Linked DNA regions of Mus musculus: region 2 is linked to region 1. Evidence: chromatin contacts called from public promoter capture Hi-C data. All regions are on one chromosome and are shown on one strand. The core of a region is the stretch at or near the end of the contact, and the rest is flanking DNA. Distances in the headings are between cores, read along the strand shown. Region 1 holds the start of Kif3a (kinesin family member 3A). Region 2 holds the start of Irf1 (interferon regulatory factor 1).

Evidence for each region. Capture Hi-C pulls out chosen DNA fragments and counts their contacts.
Region 2: a contact with region 1 is called in a promoter capture Hi-C map of adipose tissue. The contact joins the promoter of Irf1 here to the promoter of Kif3a in region 1. A contact is called at or near these places in 1 of 15 datasets of contacts at CTCF or cohesin (the NIH/3T3 cell line), 1 of 115 datasets of contacts at active chromatin or transcription factors (memory CD8 T cells) and 2 of 9 other capture datasets (adipose tissue and liver).

Annotation. Positions count from the first base shown.
Region 1 is chr11:53,565,515-53,571,756 of GRCm38.p6, forward strand. Kif3a (kinesin family member 3A) reads left to right here and starts at 1,855. Exons shown (of 18, transcript NM_008443.4): 1 at 1,855-2,017; 2 at 5,022-5,295. The coding sequence starts at 2,012. A430108G06Rik (RIKEN cDNA A430108G06 gene) reads right to left here and starts at 1,799. Exons shown (of 2, transcript NR_168001.1): 1 at 1,323-1,799; 2 at 1-200.
Region 2 is chr11:53,764,811-53,771,364 of GRCm38.p6, forward strand. It overlaps Irf1 (interferon regulatory factor 1), which reads left to right and starts at 5,204. Exons shown (of 10, transcript NM_008390.2): 1 at 5,204-5,468; 2 at 6,474-6,554. The coding sequence starts at 6,479.

The DNA.
Region 1 (6,242 bases), core at 605-3,104:
CTCCTTCATCACAGGTCCTTTCATGAGTTTGCTCTATCCAAACACCCTTTCACCTGTGTCTGCTTCAGGAAAACAGTCTTTCACGTGTTTGCTTTAGCAAGACATCCTTTCACCTTTGTGCCCCAGCAAAACATTGCTTGGCATAACTTTCCAAGGAAACCAGAACTTTCCACTTCAAGACTCATTTAGAATAGAGACATCTTAAAAAAAAAAAAACCAAAAACTTTAGTGGCCAGCAAGATTGCTCAGTGGGTAGATGTGCTTGCCACTAAGTCTGACTACCTCAGCTCCATCAGTGAGGTCACACAGGGAAAGAAGAAGAGGAGACCAACTCCTGAAAGGTGTTCTCTGACCTCCACACATATGAGCTGTGGCATATGCGTATTGGACCATACACTTACATAAATAAGTATAAAACTGTAATGAAAGGATAGGGGGTTGTCATTTATTAGCAACAGCTGTGCAATGGTGGTCTACATGACCATAAGAAATGGGTATTTTACCTTCTCCTACTCAGCATCTTTGAGAAGTAATACAAAACATGTTTCTAATAGTCAAGACTAACTGTGATGTATTGAAGAGGAAGTTTTGAAAGAAGACTTTTTTTTTCTTTTTTTTTGAGACAGGGCTTCTCTGTGTAACCATGGCTGTCCTGGAACTCACTCTGTCAACCAGGCTGCCCTTAAACTCAGAAATCCGCCTGCCTCTGCCTCCCAAGTGCTGGGATTAAAGGGGTGCGCCACCACTGCCCAGCAAAAGAAGACTTTTTTACAATTAAGTATATGTGTGTCTCTATGAGTGGATATATGCATGTGAGTACAGTTCCCACAGAGACCAAAAGAGGGCATGGGATTCCCCTAGAGCTGCAGTTGTGAATGCCTGACCTGAGTGCTGGGACCCTAACTCCAGCCCTTTGCAAGATCAGTATGCATTCTTAACTGCTGAGCCAGTTCTTCAGACCCAAGATGAACATTTTGAATGTTAACACAGAACACACTTTATAATTACTTGCAACTTAAACTCTCCTATAACTTCCGGGTGTGATGAAGATGCCTTTAATGCCAGCACTCGTGAGTCAAAAGATCTCTGTGAGCTCAAGGTCATCCTGGTCTATCCAGTGAGAAACCCCCCCCCCCAAGACAAACCAAAAACAAAACAAACTCTCCCATAACTGAGAAACCCTAAGCAGTTCTGTTGGGCAAATGGCTATTTAGACGGAGCTTCTCCTTTGAGTTAGGTCTCAAACTCCCAACAAATGGTTGAGGTGCCTTTTTCACATATTAAAGCAGACCTGGATGCTCCCAGCATCCCTCAGTCCCTACCTGTTACAGGGTTGGCTGGCATAGTCCACCCCGTGAACCTTCCGGCCCAGGTGCTGAGCTGCCCTTCTGGGGTCCTTCCCTATATAATCCATCCATTTTGACTCTGCTGGTCATTTTCACTTTTTTTCCCCCTTTACCTTCCTGGCCTGTTGGTCTCCTTGGTCTCCGCTCTCTCCTCATATGGCTGGATCAGGGTCCTGTTCATTCAAACTTTTGGTGCAGACAGATAGTAGAGATAAACAGAACCCAACCCCTGATATTCCTCATAAAATAAGGAGTCATCAGAATCTGGTACGCTATTGTCCACTGTTGTTTTCAATATTTGGGACACTGCCAGCGCCGGAAGCTCCTGGCAGTCTGAGCGGGTCAGATGTCCTGGTGGCCTCAACATGAACCAGCTTTACAGAGCAGAGCGATGGCAGCACCCCGCAGGCGTTGCCCCAGTCTAGCGTCCATGGAGATGGACGCGGAAAGGCCTTGCGCATGCGTACTTCAAGAGCCCAGGACACCCGAGATTGGGCGGGGCGAGCTCAGAGTGCGCCTGCGCACTGCCCTCTGTAGCTGTGTGAGCCGCAGTCTCTGGAGCGCTAAGGTGTTGCGGTCGCCTGTGGCCAGCCTCGCCCCCAAACCCGGTGTTGTTGGGCTGCATCCGGAGTGGGGACGTTGGCGGAGCACCGGACGCGGCCACCATGCCGGTGAGGATGGACAGTCGGCCACGGGGGCTTCGGCTCATCGTGTCGGCCCTGCTCGGGGGCGCGGCCGTTGCCATAGAAGCGCGCGGCGGGCGGGGCAGGGTGGCCAGGCCGGGAGGCCTTGGAGGAGAAGGGCGGTGGGGCGGCGGGGCTGGGGTCCGGACGCATCGGGGGCCGCTCGGGACCCGCCCAGTTGCCCCGGAACGCGTTGCATCTCGCCAGGCCTGCTCTGCCAGACAGAAAAGCACCGCGCGGACAGTGGAGGCTTGGTGGCTGCGCGTGGCCACCATGGTCTTGCGGATGCTCGGAACCCCAGAGTCTACGCTCTGGCCCCCTACTTCCCTGGGTATAAGCTGTCATTCCGAGCGGGCACCTTAGCTTATGGTGCAGAATGTAACCTGTAGGTGTCTTTGTGCGAGTATGCGGTGGCGATTTGGTTACCTCCTAGGATTTCACGGATTGTTATCGTGCCATAATAAGGGGGTGGTTGTAAGTCCCATTGGAGAAGACTTGAGCCATGGTAGATTATATATTGGTTATGGGGCCTTCGATGGTTATTTACAGCGTCTGGGCCCTTAGTTCCTACACATTTAAACTTTCCTTCTTGGGGTTTTTATCAAGGCAAAATAAATTAATGCACAGGACACTTGAAGGACAGGGCTTGACATTTAGCACAAAATGCTCAGTGTTTGTTTATATTTATTGCTTTATTGAATAATGAATATTCAACAAAGATTGCGCACTAGCCGTATATATGTTAACTATGCAGGCGGTAAGGTTGTGCTAGGTGTTTTTAATTCAATTTTTATTTTATGTGTATGAGTGTTTGCATGTATGTATGTATGTGCACCACGTGCCAGGGGAAGGAAGAAGAGTGCATGGAATTATTTGGAACTGAAGTTAAAAGCAGTAGTAAGCTGCCATGTGGGTGCTGGAAACTCAGCCCAGGTCCTCTGTAAGGTCCTCTGTAAGTGCTCTTAACCACTGGCCCATCTCTCCAGCCTCATTACCAAAGTTTTGACTTTGGAGAAGAGGTGAAAACCATATACATTTAACAGAGAAAAGACAGCCTTAATAAATGAAGTGAGTAATCTGCATATGGCAGAAATTGGATCTGGTGAATTGGAAAAGGTTTCCATAAAGGAATGCTGGCCTACAGATAACAGATCTACTTTTGTTTTCAAAAGACTTAAATTGCTATATTTGTGAAGTTTCTCAGTTTTAGCAGATGACTAAAATACTTAAAAATGCTTTGAGCCAGCTGGCCAACACTTTGAAAGGTTGAGGGAGGAGGATTTAGAGTTTAAGGCTGGTCGGGCAGTGGTGGCACCTTTAAACCCAGCACTTGGGAGGCAGAGGCTGACGGATCTCTGTGAGTTCAAGGCCAGCCTGGTCTATGGAGTAAGTTCCAGGAGAGCCAAGGCTACACATAGAAATCCTGTCTCAAGTTCAAAGCTATCCTTGGCTTCATAAAGAATTCTAGGCTGCCCCGTGCTTCATGGGACCCAGTATCAGAACAAAACAAAAATACTTTGAGGCAAATAAAAGGATTTTATGGGTTGAATTCAGACCCTTGATTCCTTGTTTGAATCTCAGATGAATATACCATGACAGACATCAGTCAAGGAGCAACCCAGAGTCAAAATGTATTCTTTAAAAGCTCTCTCTCAGAGTCTACTAAATAGAAAAAGCATTTGACCTAGTCAGAGAAGTGTTCCCATGGGAACTGCTGAGCTGAAAACTGAAGGATAAGTAGATGTCACCTAAGTGAAGAAGGGCATGAGGAATGTTCTAGACCGAAGGACTCGAGGAAAGTCCGCAGGGAAGAGGAGATCACGAAACTCTGAGAGGAGGAAGAGTATTTGGTAAAGCCTAGAGGCTTTTCTGTACCTCCTAAACATTTTTGGCTTGTCATCTGGGGAGATTTTTACATGGGGAATAATGTGATTTGATTTGTGTTTACACCATCGTGTAAGAGGGCAGACGGAAGGGTGGTTTAATTAGATTCAGGAGCGAATGTAGGTAGTCGACGAACGAAGGCCCAGGTGATGCTACCTAGCCTAGGGTGATGAAGGCCAAACTGGAGAGAAACATATTCATGGCAGTCCTAGGATCTTTGTCATGTAAAATTTTGACAATCAAAACTTCATATAAACGTTCATAAGACATTTTTCTCTGTATGTCATTGGCCTTCTCCGTCCTTAACTTGTCTTGGGTGGAGAGGAAAGCCGTATATGGAGGTATCACATGGTAAAAATCTTACAGATGCATTCTAGGAAATGAAATTAGATGTCATGGGAGAGCAAGAGACAAGGTCTCACTATATTATATAGGCTGGTCACAAACTCACAGAGATCCATCTGCCTCTGCCTCCAGGAGTTCAGGAGTTCTGGTATCAAAGGTATGTACCACAGCTTCACCTCATAGATTTTTTTTTTAAAAGATTTATTTATTTTATTTATATGAGTACACTGTAGCTATCTTCTGAGGGCATCGGATCCCATGACAGACGGTTGTGAGCCACCATGTGCTTGCTGGGAATTGAATTCAGGACCTCTGGAAGAACAGCCAGTGCTCTTAGCCACTGAGCCATCGCTCCAGTCCGACCTCAGATTCTTAATAAAGCTTGTCAACCACTTCACGCGTGTTTGTTTGTTTGTTTGTTTGTTTTTGTTTGTTTGTTTGTTTTTTCAGGCAGGAACTTCAGCTGTGTGGACTGTTGAGCTAATGCCTGTATACTAACTAGTTCATTTTCTCCACTTGAAGCATTTGCTTCAGATGTAAATTAGAGTTTTTCTCTTCCCTCTTTTGTACTGCAAAAGAAACAGTCTCCATTTGTATACCTATAAACCCTTTCTGTATATGTAGAGATCTTTAATTGCATTTATCGAAGGCTTGTAAAGTCTTAGCACATCCGGGATGCTGAGGTGGAAAAGTAGACTTTTCTAACTATATTTAGAGCAAAAGGAATGTTCTTCTCACTCTTTGTAAACACTGTCTCCACCAGATCAATAAGTCGGAGAAGCCGGAAAGCTGCGATAATGTGAAGGTGGTGGTTAGGTGCCGGCCTCTCAATGAGAGAGAGAAGTCAATGTGCTATAGACAGGCCGTCAGCGTGGATGAAATGAGGGGAACTATCACCGTCCATAAGACCGATTCCTCCAACGAACCTCCAAAGACATTTACTTTCGATACTGTTTTTGGACCAGAAAGTAAACAACTTGATGTGTATAACTTAACTGCAAGACCAATTATTGATTCTGTTCTGGAAGGCTACAATGGTGAGTGACTGTGCAGCTTGCTTTTATTGTTGCATAAGTAATGCCCGGTAAAATCGGTAGTTTACGTATCGCAGCTATGGCTTGATGAGCTATGGTAACATAGACGGTTGTGAGGCCTCACCCAGGTCCTGTTCTAGAACACTAATATCACCCTGCAGCGCTCCTTTCCACCCTCTTGCAGCTCCCACCTGCGTCCATTGACCTGCCATGGCGTCACTGTAGTTTTGTCCTTTTGAAAACGCATTTAAATGATGCCACGAAATGCCATCTTATGTGTAGGAGTATATTGCCTTCATGTAGGTCTGTGCTTGTTCCATATGCTTACAGTGGAGGTCAGAGAGGGTGGGCAGTCCTGGGACTGGAGTTCCAGGGTTTTGAGCCACCATGTAGGTGCTGGTGCTGAGAATCCAACCTGGGGCCTCAAGAGAGCAGCCACTGCTCTTAACTACTGAGCCACCTCTCCAGCCCATAAAATGCTACCTTTTAAAAAGCAGTTTTCTTTCTCTTTGTGTAATGTTTTGAACTTACCTGACTTCATCAGTAACTTCGTGACTTGAGAAAAAAAAAAAGATGTATTTATTCTTATATATGTGTATGAGTAAGTGTTTGCCTGTAAGTATGTGGACCATGTGCGTGCCTGGTGCCCTCCGAGGTCATAAGAAGGCTTTGGATTTGTGAGCCACCATGTGGGTTCTAGGAACTGTATCTATGTCCTCTGGAAAAGTGTAAAGGCTTTAAATTGCCGAGCCATCTCTCCAGCCCCTATCTTATTTTATTTTATTTTGGATGGTTGGTTTTGTTTTGTTTTTTTAAAGATGGTTTCTCTCTGTAGCTCTGGCTGTCTTTTGTAGATCAGGCTGACCTCAAGAGGTCTCCCTATCTTCCTGCCTTTGCCTCCAGGTGCTGGGAGTGTGTGTGTGTGTGTGTGTGTGTGTGTGTGTGTGTGT
Region 2 (6,554 bases), core at 3,954-6,453, 200 kb after region 1:
ACTGGGTCCTGTCAATACCTGGGATTTCTGAGAGCATTTCCGATCTCACACCTGTCTGTCAGCACAAGCACAGGCTGCCAAAGGAATGTCTGAGTACAGAGAACCGCCATCAGATGAGGGAACAGCCATTTAGCAAGGATTTGTAGTGCCTTCCAGGTGCCAGGTATCTGCTGGTGAACATGGGGACCTTAGGCTGGCCTTGGTAACCAAGGAGGGAGGTGTCAGGGGAAAGGATTTGGTATACCAGAGAAGAGGGTAGAGGGTCCTACAGAGTGTTTGTATATGACTTTGTCACCAGCCCTATCTCCTGTGCTCCAGGCTGGCCTGGATCTTACTGATCTTACTGTATAGCTAAGGATGACTTTTTAACTTCCCATTCTAATGTCCTTGCTTCCCGCACAGCGGGGGGGGGGGGGGGGGGGGGAGGTGGTGGGGACTGGGATTACCGTGCCTGGAGTTCCTGGTGCTGGGGATAGAACCAAGGATGACTTTTTAACTTCCCATTCTAATGTCCTTGCTTCCCGCACAGGGGGGGGGGGGGGGGGGGTGCCTGGAGTTCCTGGTGCTGGGGATAGAACCAGAGCTTTGTGCAAGCTACACTACCCAGGCACTCTGTCAATTGAGATATGTCCCCAGGTCACCCCCCCCCCCCCCCGCATTATGATCACAAAAGTCACATTCAAGGAGACCCTGCTAGTGCCTCTGGAAGTCCAAAGAACCTCAGGGCCCAACACTGAGAAGCTGCGCAGCACACTAACCCGAACTGAGCCAGGGGACTTTGGGGAGGCACCCTATGGGTGCTCCTGAGTAGGACGGGCAGCTACTCTCTTTAGCTCTAACTCCAGCCTTGGGGTGTGAGGCACCTGCTAGATAGACTCTTACAGAGAAAGGTAGCCTGTGTTCCCCCGACTCAGGAGGCAATAAGAATGGAGAGATAAGACACAGAGCTGAGGCCTGAGGGCAAAGGTGTGTGTGTGTGGTGTGTGTGTGTGTGTGTGTGTGTGTGTGTGTGTGTGTGTGTGCAGGGTCGTTCTGATTGGTTGCTTTGAGGGTACTCATTGAAACTGGGCATTTTGTTCTGAGGGTTCGTTTGTTTGTTGAGACAGGGTTTCTCTGTGTAGCCCTGGCTGTCCTGGAACTCACTCTGTAGACCAGGCTGACCTCGAACTCAGACATCTGCCTGCCTCTGCCTCCCAAGTGCTGGGATTAAAGGTGTTGTTCTGAGTTTTTAAGGGGTAGAAATGGAAGCCAAGTGTGGGGGTGCACTTCTGCAACTCCAGCACTTGGGAGGTGGAGGCAGGAAGATCAGGAATTTAATGCCATCCTAAGTAGACTAGACAATGCCTCAGCAGGTAAAAGCACTTGCTCCGACCAACTGATCTTTGTTCTCTGGAGCCCATGTAAAAGCCATAGGTGGAAGTGGAAGATCAATGTTCTCTGGCTTACACATGTGCCCTGTGGCACGTATACCATCATATATGAACATGCTGACACACAAAAATAGTAAGTTAACACATTTTTAAAAGGACAACCTGGGGGCTGGTGAGATGGCTCAGCGGGTAAGAGCACCCGACTGCTCTTCCGAAGGTCCAGAGTTCAAATCCCAGCAACCACATGGTGGCTCACAACCACCCGTAATGAGATCTGACTCCCGTTTCTGGAGTGTCTGAAGACAGCTACAGTGTACTTACATATAATAAATAAATAAATCTAAAAAAAAAAAAAAAAAAAAGGACAACCTGGGTTACATGAGACATTGTTTTCAAACAAAAAGAGGGGGCAGGTAGAAGTGGAAGTTAGTTAGGAGGAAGAAGTATTCCCGCGTATGGGGGAAATGGGGGAAATGGGGTGGGGAGGACAGAGTTCAGAACCCAGAAACACAGGGGAAGGCTTGTTGATACCTTTTAGTTGAGGAGTGTTTAATGGTTTGGGAAGGGCTTTGATAGTTTACCTGATTTCACAGGGAAAAACTACAAGAAATTTGATTATGAATCTCCCTGGCTATGGCTCATGAGTTAGACATGATTCATGGATTAGAAGGAGAGCTACTGCTGAGCGGCAGCAAGACAGGTTCTGTGAGGACAGAAAGAAGGAAACAAAACATCAAGGGAAAAGCTGATTGGTTAATGCTCGGGCGGTTCAGGTGCAGAGGGGACTCCCTCGCCGCGTGCTAACTCATGGGGACTTAAAACTCCTGTGTTTAGGAAAACTTGGTTTGGTTTAAGATCTGCGTGTTCCTTTCACATTTCAATTAATAATGTAGAACTTAGCACGAGTGACTCCATTTTGGTTTGGTCTATTGGAGCCTAGGACAGGAGCTCCGTCTAAAATAGTGGCCTCTGATATTTTGGTTTACCAATCTTCTCTCAACAATTAGGGGAGATGGGTAGAGATTATTTCTGGTTTATAGTTAATTGAGGACCAGAGAGAATAATAATTTCATTCCTTAAAAAAAAAAAAATTTACTTTTAAGAGTTGAGTGTAGATGCCTAGGGAGGCCAGAAAAGGGCATCAGATTTCCAGGAGCTAACATCACAGATGGTTGTGAGAAGCCCAGTGTGGGTGTTGAGAGTCCACTCAGGTCATCTGCAAGAGCAGCGAGTTGCTTCTTTCTCATTGTGCTTTTCCCCAGCCCCAGGGGAACGCCAAAAGCACAAGATACCAACCAAGCTTTCAGACTCAGCGCTACAGCCTGTGTTCCCCGCTTTTCTAAGAACAACTGAGGGAGCGGGAAGTGGGGTGGGAAGACAGAGGGTTTGAGCCTAGCTGAAGATGTAGCTCAGTTGGCATAGCGCTTGCCCAGCGTGTACAAAGCCTGGGTTCCACCCCCAATGCCAAAAATTCCCAATGAAGCGGTGCATACTTGCATGCTCAACATTTGATAGGTTAAAAGCAAGTTCAGAACTCAAGGTCGGCCTGGGATATGGTGAGCTGTCTCAAAAAAAAAAAAATTAGAAACTGGCTGGGTGGTGTGGTACATGCCTATAATCTCAGCGCTTGGGTGGTAGACACAGATGGAGCTCTATAAGTTTGAGAGTACCCTGGTCTACAAAGCTCTAGGACAGTCAAGGCTACATAGAGAAACCCTGCCTAGACCCTCCCTCCCCCCCCAAAAAAAAACCATAGCCCTATACCCAATCATAGGCATATTATTTATAATTTTAAATCAAGTACCAGGCAAGATGGTGGTACCGACTTGTAATCCCAGCATTAGGAAATAGAAGCAGGAAGATGAGTTGTTTAAGGCTAACCCAGGCTACAGAAGACCCTCTTCCAAAAATAAATAAATAAATAAAAATAAATAAATAAATAAATAAATTTTAAAAAAGGAGAACCCCTAAAGTCAAAGTGGGAAAAACCTCGCATAGAACATTTAAAAGATGAAAATGGTCAGTTTCACTGTTAAATCGTAGCAGTGAGGGTGGGACAGGGACATCTCCTAAGCAGAAGACTGTTAGTGTGTGTGTAGAGACTTTGCTCACAGTGTTGTCTCTATTGGGAAAAGGTGGAAATAACCTAAATGTCCTACAACAGGGTATTTATCTATCGGGTAAATTTTTATTTATCCTTATGACAGAAAACAGGTACCCATCACTAACAAGGCTGCATATGGACATTCCAGGACACAGGCTGACTTTCATTATGTATACCCACACAGTTATTTTGATGTAATTTGTAGTCTCTGGTTGCTTTCAGTAGGGTCTCTGTGGGCTTCAAGAGTTACAAAGTTTCTCTCCCTAATCTCATTTTGAATTTTCCATTGGCTGGTCAGAGTGTCTCCACAGAGCAAGTATACATCTGTTGCACAGAGAGCAGGTGTCAGATTCAGAGTCATGTGATCAGAAGGCCCTGGTCTCTAGTGATTCTCTTAATTTGCGACTTCAAATACCTCCGTATTTATTCTAGAGTCTCAATTCCTCCTTCCAAATCCTCCTGCCACCTTGAATCTCCTAGCTCGTCTATGAGGCAGTGACGTTACAGGTACAATCGTCCATTGATGTGTGTATTACAGCTTGCAACATTCAAACTGGGTGCTGTCCTAGACGGACAGCTAGGGTGAGGAAGGTGACACAAGAGAATGACACGGTAGAGGACTGATGTACTTGTGAGTCAGAAGCTGCGAGGAAGCGAATGAAGAAGCCTGAGGGGCCAGAGTTCGGAGATGGAACATGTATACACTAGCCCAGCCGCTAAGAGAAAGAACAAACTGGCAAGGTTTACTCGTGAACACCAGTTAACCCGCTGCCCTTGCCATCCCCTTGGGACCTGGGTCCCCCCTTAGCCACAATTTCCCTATGCTGCCCAGAACTTCTCCAGAGCCAGGCTTTGGGGACTCAGAAATGACTTCAAGACTATCAGAGAGGAACTCTCTCCCTAGGGCTACGTCGAGGATGGAGAGCTGAAGTAGGTGTCATAGAAGGAACCACGGCCACTTCGGAATTTTATCCACTTCTTTGGTGTTAGGTAGTCCCAAGGAATAAGGGTCGCCTTGGTCACCGCTAGCTAGAACCTCGTGTGGCACAGGAAAGCACACCCGCATCTTGTGCCCATGTAAGCAAACACATCATCTCTCCCCATAAGGACAAGGTGTTCCCCCATCACTTCAGACTAGCAAGTGAGCTATTGACATTTTATGGTTACGGAGTCCTTGAGTCCTTCAACGGCTGGCCCTGCAGAGTCCAGGCTGGGAGTTCCTACTGCCCCGTATTTCCAAGTTAGGCCTTCTGCCTCAATTTCCCAGAGCAGCCAAGTGGCAAGTAAGGCGGTACAGGGACATAATCTCTCCCTTCTTGACACTTCATTACCAGACTGATTTTGAGGGTGATTTAGTCCCGGGGACCCTTCTGGAGAGGGAATCAGGTGTTCTAGAGACATAGGGAGTTAGGTGTCTCCCGTGGAGAAGGGGAAGACCATCATAGGAGCCAGCAGGCTGGGAGTCTGCAGAAAGAGGGGGACGGTCTCGGCTTTCCAAGACAGGCAAGGGGGCAGGGGAGTGGAGTGGAGCAAGGGGCGGGCCCGCGGTAGCCCCGGGGCGGTGGCGCGGGCCCGAGGGGGTGGGGAGCACAGCTGCCTTGTACTTCCCCTTCGCCGCTTAGCTCTACAACAGCCTGATTTCCCCGAAATGATGAGGCCGAGTGGGCCAATGGGCGCGCAGGAGCGGCGCGGCGGGGGCGTGGCCGAGTCCGGGCCGGGGAATCCCGCTAAGTGTTTAGATTTCTTCGCGGCGCCGCGGACTCGCCAGTGCGCACCACTCCTTCGTCGAGGTAGGACGTGCTTTCACAGTCTAAGCCGAACCGAACCGAACCGAACCGAACCGAACCGGGCCGAGTTGCGCCGAGGTCAGCCGAGGTGGCCAGAGGGACCCCAGCATCTCGGGCATCTTTCGCTTCGTGCGCGCATCGCGTACCTACACCGCAACTCCGTGCCTCGCTCTCCGGCACCCTCTGCGAATCGCTCCTGCAGCAAAGGTGAGCTCGCCGGAGCTGCGCGGGCACCGACGGGTGCCGTGGAACAAAAGGCGCACGGGACACCAGGAAGTGGGGGCCAGAGACACCCTGGGTCGCGGTGGCGCGCTGGCTCGGGAGGGCGCTGCAAGCGGGCGGGAGGCGGGCCGCGGCGTGCACCGCCCTCTGGCCGCGCTCGGCGGTCTGCGTGCGCGGAGCCGCTGCGGGGCCTCTTGGTAGCCCAGAGTGGCCGTCGCGCGCACCCGCGAGCAGCGCCGGGGGACTCGGATGTCCGCCTGCGCGCACTTTTGGCGGTCGCAGCTTGGCTCCCAGCTCTTGCTTTCGGACGCGCAGTGTTCGGTGCAGAGGTTGGCTCGCTGCCTTGACTGGCTGGACCGGGTCGTGAACTACTGGGCTTTCGGGAGGAGGTGCCACAGGTGTTGCTTGCGCCACTTCTCTTAACAGCAGGGGAAACCAGGCCGGAAGGGGTTGCGCCCCAGCCTGTATGTTGTGGGCACTGGCTGTCAAGAGGGGACATAGACTGGATTGGAGTGGGTGGGTAGAAGTGCCCGAGATGGAGGTTGACTTGCTTGCTTGCACAGCCTGGAAGGTGCAGGGCTGGGGGTGACAAGCAAAAGTAGTCCCTTCCTTCTTCCAAAGATTGAATTTTGAGAGAAAAGTTCTGTCATTGAGATGTCTGTCTTTTGGCTTTTTTTTTTTTTTTGCACATATATCCTGCAACCATCCATCCATCCAGACTTGCTTGGTTGTTTATTCCTGAGACTGACTGGGAGAGACTGAAAAGAATGGGCAGGTGGCTTTGCCCATGATGCTGGAGAGTTTCATTCTACTTCAGGGTCCCTAATCTATGACCTGGGTACCTGGCTGATGGCAGGAGAGTGGGGGAGGGTAATGACCTGGGTGTGAGGACAGGAGAAGGTAATTGAGCGAGCGGCCTTGGGTGGAGCAGGGCAGTGCCCAGGGTTGTTTAACAGACTCCAAACACAGGCCTCTGTCTTTTCCCTCCAGCCACCATGCCAATCACTCGAATGCGGATGAGACCCTGGCTAGAGATGCAGATTAATTCCAACCAAATCCCAGGGCTGATCT